Regions from separate parts of the Ovis aries genome. Here region 2 is linked to region 1. A link is a contact called in public Hi-C data. All regions are on one chromosome and are shown on one strand. The core of a region is the stretch at or near the end of the contact, and the rest is flanking DNA. Distances in the headings are between cores, read along the strand shown.

The links. Hi-C and Micro-C count contacts between places; a contact is called where the count stands out from the background.
Region 2: a Hi-C map of liver shows a contact between it and region 1, with 4 times the contacts expected there. The contact joins two enhancer-like sites. A contact is called at or near these places in 12 of 16 Hi-C or Micro-C datasets (blood, hypothalamus, liver and 7 more).

Annotation. Positions count from the first base shown.
Region 1 is chr26:13,203,259-13,209,738 of ARS-UI_Ramb_v3.0, reverse strand. LOC106990149 (a long non-coding RNA gene) reads left to right here. Exons shown (of 4, transcript XR_001436767.4): 4 at 1-694. Among named protein-coding and RNA genes, the nearest start is that of WWC2, 14 kb to the left of the region's middle. Within about 2 kb of position 4,913, at least 5 of the 54 cell types and tissues checked have an H3K27ac peak or open chromatin away from gene starts, as enhancers often do. A contact at or near this core is called in liver, where this site is marked.
Region 2 is chr26:13,332,683-13,339,062 of ARS-UI_Ramb_v3.0, reverse strand. WWC2 (WW and C2 domain containing 2) reads right to left here. Exons shown (of 23, transcript XM_027962647.2): 10 at 3,600-3,689; 11 at 1,870-2,492. Among named protein-coding and RNA genes, the nearest start is that of CLDN22, 34 kb to the left of the region's middle. Within about 2 kb of position 2,327, at least 2 of the 54 cell types and tissues checked have an H3K27ac peak or open chromatin away from gene starts, as enhancers often do. A contact at or near this core is called in liver, where this site is marked.

The DNA.
Region 1 (6,480 bases), core at 3,664-6,163:
GTTACTCCTTAGACTAAGTGAGTTTTGTAAGTATTGCTGTGATCGGCTTTGCATGTTGTCTCCAGTTCTATAATATTTTGATGTCGCCTGACTATACCAGACCTTGTTTAATTATGAACCAATAGCTGTGAACTTTAGAGGAAAAAGTACAGGCTGTCTACAGAGCAGCTATAATGCTCAAATAAGATATATCTGAATGATAAATTCAAGACATATCTTTTATATCTTTGCGAAGGCTAAATATTTCAGACATTTTTTACATTTTTAAAGAAACTGCCAGTGCAGAGATTTAAAATATTCCTAAAATGTCAAGGTTGCATACTAATACCCATGTGCTGCTTTCTCATTGGGAATATTAAAGTGATGGATTAGTACGTAATAAAATAAAAACTTCAGACCTGAAGGAAGATCAGACTTCACTTAAAAAAAAAAAAAAATTTCAACTTTCTCAGCGAAAAGGAAATAAGTCCAGTGGAAAACAGTAATAATGATAAAAGAGGATTGAAAGTAGATATCATGACAGCACGCTAAAGGAATGATGTGTAATTTGGAGAAGTTATGGTTAAAGAGTTTGCTGCAGAGGAATGCATTGATTCATCTTGAGCAAATATTAAACCGCTGAAGATTTTCCACACTGAAGTGACTTTTCTTTTTGTATTAGATTGATTGACGAATCATATTTACAAAACACTCAGAATTGGAAGTCGTCAGGTCACTTTTGGCTATTGGAGATTTTGGTCAAATAAATCTTCTGGTATATACTTTTTTAAAAAAGTTAATTACTGAGCATGTACTATGAGCCAGGCTCTATTCTAAGTGCTTTCTTCTATTAGCTTCTTTTCTCTTCCATCAACCCTGTGAGCTATGTCCTTTCGGAATCCTTTTGAGAGGGGAGGAAGCTGAGACAGATGGCTTAACTGGTTTGTCCACCGACAACACAGCTCTCAAGTGACGAAGCTGGAACTCACACCCAGGGGGCTGACTCCAGGACCCACATTCTCCGCCACATCACAGCAGAGTGGTGGTTAGTGTGGACAGTTGTTATGAAGAGCACATTGCTTCTTTGTTTTCTATCTTCATTCAAAATTGATTCATTATTATCAGCGGTGGTTTGGGTAGACCTGAGCCAGGTTTCTCACTGTCAAAAAAAAAAAAAAAAAAAAAAGTTACAAATAAGCAAGGGGGAGATCTAGAATGAACCCCGTGGTTCTGAAATAGTTTTGGAGGCATCACTATGAAGTTGAATATAGGTAGAGAGATGATAGGTAGATACAGATAATCAGAAATGTGCATGTGGGACTTCTCTGGTGGTCCAGTGGTTAGGAATCTGCCTTGCAATGCAGGGTTTGATCCCTGTTTGGGAAGCTAGAATGCCACATGCCACAGAGCAACTAAACGTGCGTGCCGTGACTGCTGAAGCCCATATGCTCTGGAGCCTGGGCACCGCAACTCCAGAGCCCACACGCCACAACTAGAGAGTCCATGCATCGCAACGAGAGATTCTCCAACACAGCCAAGACCCGACACAGCCGGATAAAAGCAGTATGCATGTATATCCTTGGGTTTATGCACACACATGTATTTCCTGGCTTGTCTCATCAGAGGACCTGGAAACAATGGCACCTCACTGGCCAGAACTTACTACTGCAGACACAGTACTGAGGACCAGCGTTGACCGCTTGGTTTCCAACACCATGTTCCGATAAAAGCAACCCAGGATCCTTGAAGAGGCGGCTGCTTCTAGGGGTGGAGCCGGGGAAATGTGAGAGGTGTCTGGATCACCTCGTAGGCCCAGAAAATAAAGAAGTTCCCAAAGGGACTTCCCTGGTGGTCCAGTGGCTAAGCCTCCAGGCTCCCAATGCAAGAGGCCCAGGTTCAGCCTCTGGTCAGGGAACTAGATCCCGCATGCTGCAACTAAGACGCAGTGCAGCCAAATAGATACAAACATGTGAAAAAAGAGGTTCCCAAAGGGCAAAACAATGGGGTATATTAAAGTGTTGTGATTGTGTACGCTTAGATTCTGTGTTTGTCCACTTGGCAGTCAGCCATCCCAGGGCCAGACGAACAGCCAAAGTTGTTTCCATATCCACTGTGGTCCAGCTTTTGTGGGGGGTGGGGTGTGTGAAATTCGTGCCACAACCTGCTCCCCCCCCCCCCCCCCCCCCCCCGCCACCACCCAATCCCAAACGCATATTCCCAACCACCTCCTTTATTTAACTCTCACACACCAAGCCCGTATTTCCCCAGCTCTGTATCAACCCAGGGCTGTGAACCAGACAACCAAGGACAGCCCCTATGCTTTGAAGCCCATGCTCGAGTTATTCAAGCTGACCCTAAACCTTGCCTTTCCCAGGGAAACCCCAGTAGAGGTTGGGGTCTGTGGTCTTCCCACTCCTGCTTCTGCTCTGACCAACCCTGGTGCTTCTCCATGTGCCCCCGTGTGCCCCACTTCCTTCGGAAAATGTAAGAAATTCTTCTTTCAACGGCGTTAACCTCTGCATGTTCACTTAGTCATCTGCGTAAGTTAGAATCCCACAGGTTTTAACACAGTTGGCACAGCGAGAGGGCGCCTGTATTCTGTAGACAGGCCTCTAGGTGCACTCGGCTTGCTAGCTGGGCTCACCAACAGCAGCTCTGTCCGGGAGGTGTGCCCACTGCTGTGGTCCATGCCCTTCTGCTGTCTCTGCCTGATGCCGTGTCTGCCACCATGGCCTTCTAACCCAGACTGTAAGAGGACTCAAAGTCTAGTCTGGCAGCTGCCCCGATTCCCCAGTTAGCGCCTTATTTTTGGACAGCTTGGTCCACTGGGCCAAACCTGGTTTCCCCCATTCAGTAAACCTAGGTTCCAGGCAGTGACCCCAGGCTGTTTAGGATGAGGCAAAAACTCTCCCACAAAAGGAGCAAGCACAGGCTTCCTCCAATGAGACTGTGTTGGGGACAAGTCTGTCCAACCTACTCAGCCTTGAAGCCAACAGTGGGCCATCGGCTGCCCTATTGGAGTCTCCCTTCCTCTGCCCTTCAGAGGGTGCCTTATGGAGAGATTTCTAAATGTGCAGAGACCACCGTCGCCTCTTACAGGAGATTGGTGCATCTGCATGGGAGCAGGCTGAACCGTTTGCTAACTTGGGATTTCTTCCAGATCTATGATTCTATCTTGATAGGAATTTAACACAGTTCATGCAGCATGGGCTAGTACTCTAGGACTGCCATAAAATACATATCATATGGACAATTTAAAAATATTGTATATTTTGTATGTAACAAAAGTTTACTGTATGATACAATCAAACCCGTTGAAGTAATGTTTTTAGTACAAACAAGAATAATTAGAACTTTAAAAAACACTAGCCAAAATCTTTAAATAAGAACTATTTCTAAATAATTTTGCTTGCTTTTGCAGTTTATGTGGCCTGATTGGGACTTTCAAATATCCAGTATTCTTTTTATTATTGAAAAAATTTATTTGTTTTTATTTAGAGGATAATTGCTTTACAATACTGTGTTGGTTTTTGCCATACATCAGCATGAATCAGCCATAGGTATACATATGTCCCCTCCCTCTTGAACCTCCTTCCTGCCTCCCACCCCTTTAGGTTGTCACAGAGCTGCAGGTTTGAGCTCACTGTGTCATACAGCAAATTTCCCGACTCTCTAATTTTACATATGATAGTGTGTATGTTTCAACGCTCTCAATTCGTCTCACCCTCTTCTTCCCGCCCCAACCCCTTCTCCACAGTCTGTTCTCTATGTCTGTGTCTCCACTGATGCCTCACAGACAGGTTCATCAGTACCATCTTTCCAGATTTCGTGTCTGTGTGTTAATAAACAATATTTGTCTTGAATAGCTGTTTTATGCTAGACACTGAACTGGCAGGTTGAAGACTCAGAGAAATAGAATTCTGGAGCCCAAATACAATAAATTATCCAAGATTTATAGAGGAGGTGCACATAAAGCCTATTTAAATATGTAATGCAACACATCTGTGCCCAATCCTTGGCTAAAAGTTTTTGTTTGTTCTTAAAAGTTCAGGATGATGTAGAGGAAATAAAGTCCAACCGTTCAGACAGCCAAATAGCAGATGAAACAGATGGACTCTGAGCTGCCATAAAGCCCAGAAAATCCGCCTGCTCTTCTGGCTCTTATATTCTAACTGGCATGAAAACTCCATTTTTCTGCCATTGTGGTTGTAAGTTGCACAGCCTTCTGCTTTTTTCTCTCTTATATATTGACCCCTCAAAGTTTATATCATGGATAATAGAATGATAATTTATAAAGAATTTACTTGAAAATAAATATGAGAGATTGAGCTCCATAAGACTAATTTGGGCTCCGTGCCCAGAGAAATCTCGTATTGAGAATTTCTTGACTTAAATATATTCACTGGAGCCACCTACTAGCTAAATCCCTTGGTGGATTTCTGTTTAACTCTGTGAAGGCAGAAAAATGTATCACAGGGCGGGTATTGATTAGCATTGAACGTAGAAAGGTTGTATGTGCTACAGTGACTTTCTGTGTGAAAATACACGATGTAACATACATTTGTGTTTGCAAACACACAGCTAAAAGTCATGGTCATCCAACCACTGTTGGCTTCTAAACCATCTGGCTGGTCTTTGGTTTTTGAGTTAAATAGCTACAAATTTCACTCCTACGTTTTGCTCTGGTTTCTCAGTGCAAAAAGAAAAAAAAAAATAGTGTGTTGACAAGTGACAGCAAAAGATGTGTTGAGAAAGGGGGTTTTTCTTTTTAGCAGAGAGCACTCTTGGCCTCTTTTGAAAAGTCCAAGGTGCAAGCTGGGAGACTCTCCTTACAAACGGGTGAAGCAATCTTCCACCTATTTGATTAAGCCCTGTTCTTGGCTCTGTTCAAGCATTCCTGGGGTGTGAATGCCTTTGCTACTCTGGCGTCAGTAAGAATCAGACACTCCCCTGCCTGTAAGTCTCTGACAGTATCCAGGAGGGGGTGGGGGAGCAGGACCGTACAGGTGAAGCTATAAAGACCTGCTGTGGAACTGTAAAGAGGGCATTTCCCTGGTGGTCCACTGGTTAGGACTCAGCGTGTCCATTGCAGGGGGCATAGGTTCGACTCCTGGTGGGGGAACTAAGATCCTGCATGCTGTGTGCCACAGCCAGAAAAAAGATCTGTTAAAAAAACAAAAACAAACTGTCACTCACAAGGAGGAGTGACACTCTTTGTCTCTCCCTCCTGCTGTATGGAAAGACGACTAGAGAGTCTGACTGCTGTTTCTGAATCTGCTGTTTCTTCCCGGTATACTTCTTTCTCTTTCAGTGAAGGTGGAGATGATAGACGTGCATAAATGTGGAGATGTGTGTGTATTCCTTTCTCCCGGTTTTTTTCTGTGTGTGTGCTCAGTCACTCAGTCATGTCTGACTCTTTGGGACCCTCTGGACTGTATAACCTACCTGGCTCCTCTGTCCATGGGATTCTCCAGGCGTGATACTGGAGTGGGTAGCCATTTCATTCTCTAGGGGATCTTCCCCACCCAGGAATCGAACCTGCATCTCTTGCATTGGCAGGCAGGTTCTTTACCACTAGCGTCACCTGGGAAACCCCCCTTTGTATATATGTATGTATGTACGTATGCATATGTGTGTATATATATATAGGAGATAGTTGGATAGCATCACCAACTCAGTGGACATGAATTCGAGCAAATTCCAGGAGACAGTTGGAGAAGGAAATGGCAACCCACTTCAGTGGTTTTGCCTGGAGAGTCCCATGGACAGAGGAGCCTGGCGGGCCATGGTCCCTGGGGCCGCACAGAGTCGGACACGACTGATGCAACTAAGCATGCATGCACAGACAGGAAATAGTGGAGGACAGAGGAGCCTGGCATTCTGTAGTCTGGGGTCGCAAAGAGTCAGACATGACTAGCAACCACATGTGTATTTGAAAGCACACACACACACTCACACATATGCATATATACCGCAACTTCTTTATCTGTTATCTGTCACTGGACACTTACAAATAGTGCTGCAGTGAACACGGGGTACAGATAGCACTTCGACATAATGTGTTCATTTTTTCAGATACATCCTGAGATGTGGACTTGCTGAATTATATGGTGCTTCTATTTTTCACGTTTTGAAGAGCCTCTGTACTGTTTTCCATACTGACTGTACCATTTTCCAGTCTTTCCAACAGGGCATCAGGGTTACCATTTCTCTTCATCCTCACCAGCTTCTGCTATCTCTTGGCTTCTTGATGACGACAGTTCTAACAAGCACAAGGTTAGAGATCTCACTGTGGTTTTGATCTCATCCTATCTTATCCACATTAACGTGCAGAACTGAGGAGAATAATTTGGGTGCAGGCATCCCTCATTCATCCTAGGCCTACTGAAAAAACTTCAAGGATACCATGGATACCGTGGATACCAAGGATGCCATGGCCCTGCATCACTGTTGCAAATGGTCAAGGATCAGAGGCACTCCTTGGAAAGTGTCAAGAATCCT
Region 2 (6,380 bases), core at 1,078-3,577, 130 kb before region 1:
TCCTCACTGACTCCCACTTAACTTTTATCTCTGACTCATATTCATGGCTGGGCGTCCTGCAGAGAGCCGGCAGCCTCCTCTGAAGCTGCGCTCCCGTGTAATAAGCTGCAAGCCTATGGTGCGCTTTCATCCTCGGCCAGTGGAGAGCCCGGCAGAGAGCAGGGATCCACACTGGTATGCATTTCGCCCCCCTTCTGAGTCGTGACTTTACATCTTGTTAAGATGTTTAAGTCTTGAGGCTCTAGATTCTGGATTGATTTCTGCCTTTCCCTTTCTATTTCTGGCAGGGGGAAGGCATCTTCCTTGATGATGGAGTGCCTTCTCTCCACCCACCCCTCCTTCAGGAGTGGTGAAGGTGATGACATGATTTATTGATTACCCCTAGGAATAACCACAGCAGCCTGACAGAGAGTGACTGCGGAAGGACTTCGGAGGTGTTCTTGATTTCCGCCATCCAGCAGGGACAGGATGAAATGCTCGGGAACTGGGGTCCTTCAGGCCCAGAGCACAGGAGAAAGGCACAATACCCACTCTTCTCTCTTCCCTCTCTCTTGCTTTATCTTCCCTTTGTAGATGTCAGTGGTTTGTGGTAGGAACTGGGTTTGGCAGAGTTTGCACTGCTCCGTGTCATAGGGGTGATATTAACTCCCATGAGCGGCACACTGAGGGCCAGGCATGGCTGATGCTCCTGATGCATTATGAGAGCATCAACCTTCCCAGCACCCCACGAAGTAGATACCGTGTTGCCCCCACCTTGCAGGTGAGGAGCTAATGAGCCTGAGAGATGGGGCAATGTGCTCGCTGGAACTGAGGAGCCCCTGAGATGTGAGTGCAGGTCGGGCGGGCTCTGGGGGGTGGCGGGCCCCAGTGCCACACACCGCACGCCTCCCTGGGGGCAGGTGCGAGGCCCTGCAGCAGGTCTCTGCTTTGCTGGAGCCATTCTGTAAACACTGCTTCGGTGCTCCTTTTCTTTGCGGCTGATTATTTCAGTCAACACGTCACTTGCAGCTTTGGCACCTGCCGGGCGAGCAGCACACGAACCACCCAGCATCTCTGTCTGCACCCCGGGCGCTGGAGTCTCTTTCTTATCGTGTTCGGGGCGGGCTCCTCAGACCACAGCTGTGACCACCTGCCAGCCAAGGTGCACGCCATCCCAGGATGTTTACAACCACATCCACTGTATTAAAAGCTCTGGCCTCGCAAAGGTGAGCAATTAAAGCGTAGGAGACTCCCCCTCTGTTTCTGCTTCTCTGAGCTCAGGCAGGAGTGGGAACTCAACCCCATGGCAACTAGCTCTACAGCCAGAAGGTGGCAGGGCGACACCGCAGGCTGGGACCGCTTTCTCCAAATTAACTCTCTGCGGAAAGGGAGAGTCTGGCATGAAACAGAAACTGTATTTATAGAGAATTCCCATAGCAATCTAAACATTGAACCTTGGTACTAATTAGCTGCTATGCTAATTGCCTTGGTTTGAATCTGTTTTAGGCCAACTTTGAAAAAAAAATAAAAAAAGTCCTCTTCCCCACCTCACTATTTCAGAAACAGCCCCTTATCTGGAAGCCTGAAGAATGTTCACAAAGTATGTCCCCAGGCAGCTCAGGACACTGCAGGGTTCCAGACGACAAAATGGACATTTAACGGTTAAATCTATTAAATACGGAAGGCGATTTATATTCGATGAGAAAAAAAAAAAACAACTGTGCGAGTTATAGCAATAAACGTTCTTTCCCAAATGAAGCCAAAATGAAAAAAGAGCAGCAGAAAGAGAAGGGGGACGTGTACCAATACTTGCTCCCACAGAAAAAGTAACCTCCCCTCATCCCTGAAGATGGTTTGGCGGGGGCAGCTTAGAGCGTGGTCTCTGTGTACCTGCGGGCCCCTCGTACAGTGGCTCCTGAGCACACTCGCCAAGCTCCTTGTTCTCGTCCAGCAGAGACGGGGGCGCTCCTCCCGGGTCAGGGTCCAGCAGCAGCTGATGCTCTCTGAGGCTGATGTCTGCAAAGTGACCGCTCAGCTCACAGTCCTCAAAGTCAGCAGAGAACTGGTGGAGGGGGCCGTCGTGGGGAGACATGGGGAATGCGCCTTCCAAGACCAACGGGGAGCCGGGCGGGGACAGGGAAGACAGGGAGGACCTCGAGGACAGGGACGTTACGGACTTGGGGGCCTCTGCCAGGGGGGTGGGGTGGCCTGGGGCTGCGGCCGCCGCCCCCCCGGGGCCGCTCTGGCCAGGCTGGCTGGGGGACTTGGCCACCTCGTGTTCGTGGATGGTGGTGATGGGGCCGGAAGGCATGTAGCCGCCTTTCTCCTGCAGGAGGAAGTCCAGTTTGTACTGATAATCCGCGTCCAGCTGGTCGCCCTGGCTGGTGTAGTAGAGCTCGCTGGAGCTGAGGGAGTTGAGCGACCCTCTGCTGGATGTGTTCAGGGACCCCCGGCTGGAGGCCAGGGAGCCCAGGCTGCTCCCAGAGGACACGGACAGCGTGCTGGCGGAGAGGCTGGGAGAGGAAGGCGTACAGTGAGAGCCTGGACGTGGGCTTCCCTGGCGGCTCAGTGGCAGAGACCCCGCATGCTGAGCAGCCGTGCAGCCTGTGCACCACAGCTGCTGAGCCTGGGAGCTGCAGCTACGGACGCCCGAGCACCCTGGAGCCTGTGCTCCTCGACAAGAGACGCCACTGCCACAAGCAGCCCAAGCACAGCAGCTAGAGGGGCCCCTGCTCGGCACAGCTGGAGAAAAGCCGGTTCAGCGACGGAAAACCAGCGCAGCCAAAATAAATAAGTAAGACCAAACAGAAACAAAGCAAGAAGCTGCGATGATGTGGATGGAAGCCCTTGCTGGCTCCTTTGGCAGAGAGGGAAGGAACCCAGTGATGTCAAAGATCAAGGTCAGCGACCAGGGAAAGGGCACCTGCAGCCACGCCACATGTTTCCATGCCCAGTCTCAAACATTTCCAACCCGGCTCTCAAAAGATTCTCTGAGGAGCAATCCTACCTTACCAAAAATCATCCTCCTTGTGTAAAAGTTTACAAAAAATTTAAAAAGGGATCAAACATCTACTGATAAATCTATCCGCATAAATATCCAGAAGCAACTGTGCAACTAAAGATATATAAAAGTGTGTGTGTGGAGGTAAACAGCATGAAGGGTTACTGCTGTGACTTTACTTAAAGAACGAAATCTTTTATTGTGAGAGAGGAAAAAGCCAGCTTCTAAAGACAAAGGCCGCTAGGCTCACTCCCCTTCTTCCTCTTTCTGTGTATATTTTGGAAGTGAATGTGTGGCTATTTTAGGGCAAATCTCCCTTTTTAAAAGAAGGGATGATGTGGAGAAATGTGTTATTTTCCTAAGTATGTCCTGGTCATTAAAATATATCTTCTTCCCAACACACTGCAAACAGCTTCCAAATAGGACCCTGGGGTTCATGAAAGCAAACAAACAAATCTCTCCAACTTTAAATCTGGTCATTCAGGTTTTAACCGTACTAGTGCAACTATTTTCTTACTTTTAAGTCATCAAAAATAAAGAGGAGGTAATTGAAGCAGAATTGCAACATGCCTGAAGGTAGCCAAGAAAAATTTTCCCTTCAGGAACAAAACAGACTTACTTTTTAAGTTGTGAATGCAAATATGTAGTTAATTTAGTAGTTTCTTCAAGTTTCTGTAGCAGCTCTTTCCTTCGCTCTTCCAATTTCAATCTAGACAAAAAAAAAAAAGGAGATAAATAAATTTATTTTCAACATAATGACGATAAGCATAGAAACTGAAGGGAGAATAAAAAGATTCTTATTATTTTCCCTTGTGAAATCCAAATGAACTCAACACAGAGAAAACAGAACCACCCATCAGAAGGAAAGTGGTCAGAGCCATCCGCAGCCACTGGGCGAAGGTGGAGGGATGTCCACATGGCCAGTGTTACTAGACCTTGCAGAGTTCTGGTATTCTAAAATTTTCTTAAATGAGTAAAAAAACCTCACACTCACAAATTAGGGAAAGACAGTGGGGAGGAAAAGAAAACAAAGGAGATGAGCGAAGATTAAGGATCCTTCTGCAGGCTCGTGACTTCCGCTTCCGTTACTAAAACATCTGACAACAATAACAGGAATTAGGAAATAACAGGAATTAGGAAAGATCATCTGAGCATGGAATTTGGTAAGGACTGTTCCGAAATCACATTCAGTGACAAGAATTCCAATCTCATTTTGATGAGAATTCTGGCGATTAAGAAACAAATTAGTCCAGTGTCCATGTTGCCAATGTGAGCTAATCTTGGCTTAACCCTTTGAGCAAGCAAAAGACATAAAAGTGATTTCCATTAACAGCACCTCTCATCACCTGCGACTGGATTTTCATGAAATTTAATCCACATTCAGCTGAACAAGTGTTTATGAGATTGAAAAAAAAATCCAGGTATTATGGAACTGTGTACTTGAGTAAGCCATTTTAAAAATACATCAAGCATACTGTCTACATCAGGATCTTTAGACATCATTGAAAAGAGCAGAAGGAGACCCAGGAAACCACCACAATTTCGGTTCTGGGGTGGGCTGCTTACTGGCGTGTGCTTATGGTAAGTCACCTAACTGTGGCTCCTGACTTCCTCATCTGTAAAATGGTGATTATAATCCTGCCGTGTCCACCTGCTAAGGCTGTGCAAGAGATCAAACAGAGCCAGCCACGTGCGTGAAAGAACTCCGCAGACATCAAAACCAATCTCCCGTGTTCAGAGTCTCAGCACACCCCACAAGGTGCCGATAGAAAAATTAGCTACTTTTCTTTGCAGAGAAAGAAAAATTCCCTAATTTTTCAACCTCTTTGAAATCCTATGTACGTTTTAGGCAGCGAGGAAACATGCCCATATTTTATTTATAGATATCTATCCTTTGATGTGCCACCAACACAATTTCACTCTGTGTTAAAATAAAAAAAAAAAAGTAACTCTTGTCATTCTGTTTAGTACTTCAAAGGGTGATAAATTCTTAATTCACAGCTTTCACAGGTGTATTTTGAAAAGGAGTATGGTCCCTTTAAAAAAAAATCTCTTAAATATAAACAAAAACAAGGAAAAATATTAATTCAAAGTAGATGAACTGAATTAGAAGGTACACAAGGTCTGGAGAAAGTCCTTCAATCCACCTGATACAGAAGCAGTACTTTTGAGGTAAGTTTTAAAACTGTCACATGTACACGAAGGTGTTCTGGTGTGTTAAAAAGAGAGACATTACTTTGCCAACAAAGGTCCATCTAGTCAAAGATATGGTTTTTCTAGTAGTCATGTTTGGATGTGAGAGTTGGACTATAAAGAAAGCTGAGCACTGAAGAATTGATGCTTTTGAACTGTGGTGTTGGAAAAGACTCTTGAGAGTCCCTCGGGCTGCAAGGAGATCCAGCCAGTCCATCCTAAAGGAAATCAGTCCTGAATATTCATCGGAAGGACTGATGTTGAAGCTGAAACTCCAATCCTTTGGCCATCTGATGCGAAGAGCTGACTCTTTTGAAAAGACCCTGATGCTGGGAAAGACTGAAGGCGGGAGAAGGGGATGACAGAGAATGAGATGGTCGGATGGCATCACCGACTCAATGGACATAAGTTTGGGTAAACTCCAGGAGTTGGTGATGGACAGGGAGGCCCGGCATGCTGCAGTCCATGGGGTCACAGAGTTGGATACGACTGAGTGACTGAACTGAACTGAGAGGCTTCAATGTGACTGTGTTTCATGCTGCAATTTAAATTCAAAGCTTTGTGTCCTAGTCAGTCATACTTGATGGTCCCCGTGTCCTCCCCTGATGATGGCTCAGGTGCTGCTCTTCTGGACCCTTTCTGGTTCCCTTGAACCCCCGAGGCCTGGCCTGTGTCCTGCCACTGTACCCTAAGCTCCTGGAGGGCAGGCCCCAGCTCTTTCTCCCCATTCCACCCAGGGTGCCTGGAGAGCCCGGGACCCCCTCCCCAGACCCCGTCCAGCAGGTGTCTAGGTAACAGGTCACTGGGAGAAGCTTAGCGAAGGCAGGAGTCACAGAAGCCCCACCAGGTGGGTGCGGCTGTCACTGTCCTTGGTCAAGCGCCCCACCTCCTGTCTTTGATGGAGTCAGAGCCTCTTCCGGTGGGAGCTGGTTCCCGGTCTCCTTCCTGGAAAATGACCTCTCCCCCTTCCTCTGTGGTAGGGCCCAAGTTGCTCAGACGTCAGCTTGTCTCCCCTCACCCTTCTCCAGCCCCGGCTGGTGGTCCTCCTGAGCGAGAAGGATCTCTTCCATCTGGCCCTGAAGGAGCCCTCCCACGGTCCCACGGCTCCACACCACAGCTCATCATACCCCTCACCTCTGCCCCAGTGTCCCCAGGGGGAAGGCGCACATCATCTACAGAAGGAACAAGTTCCTTTTCCATTTAAAAA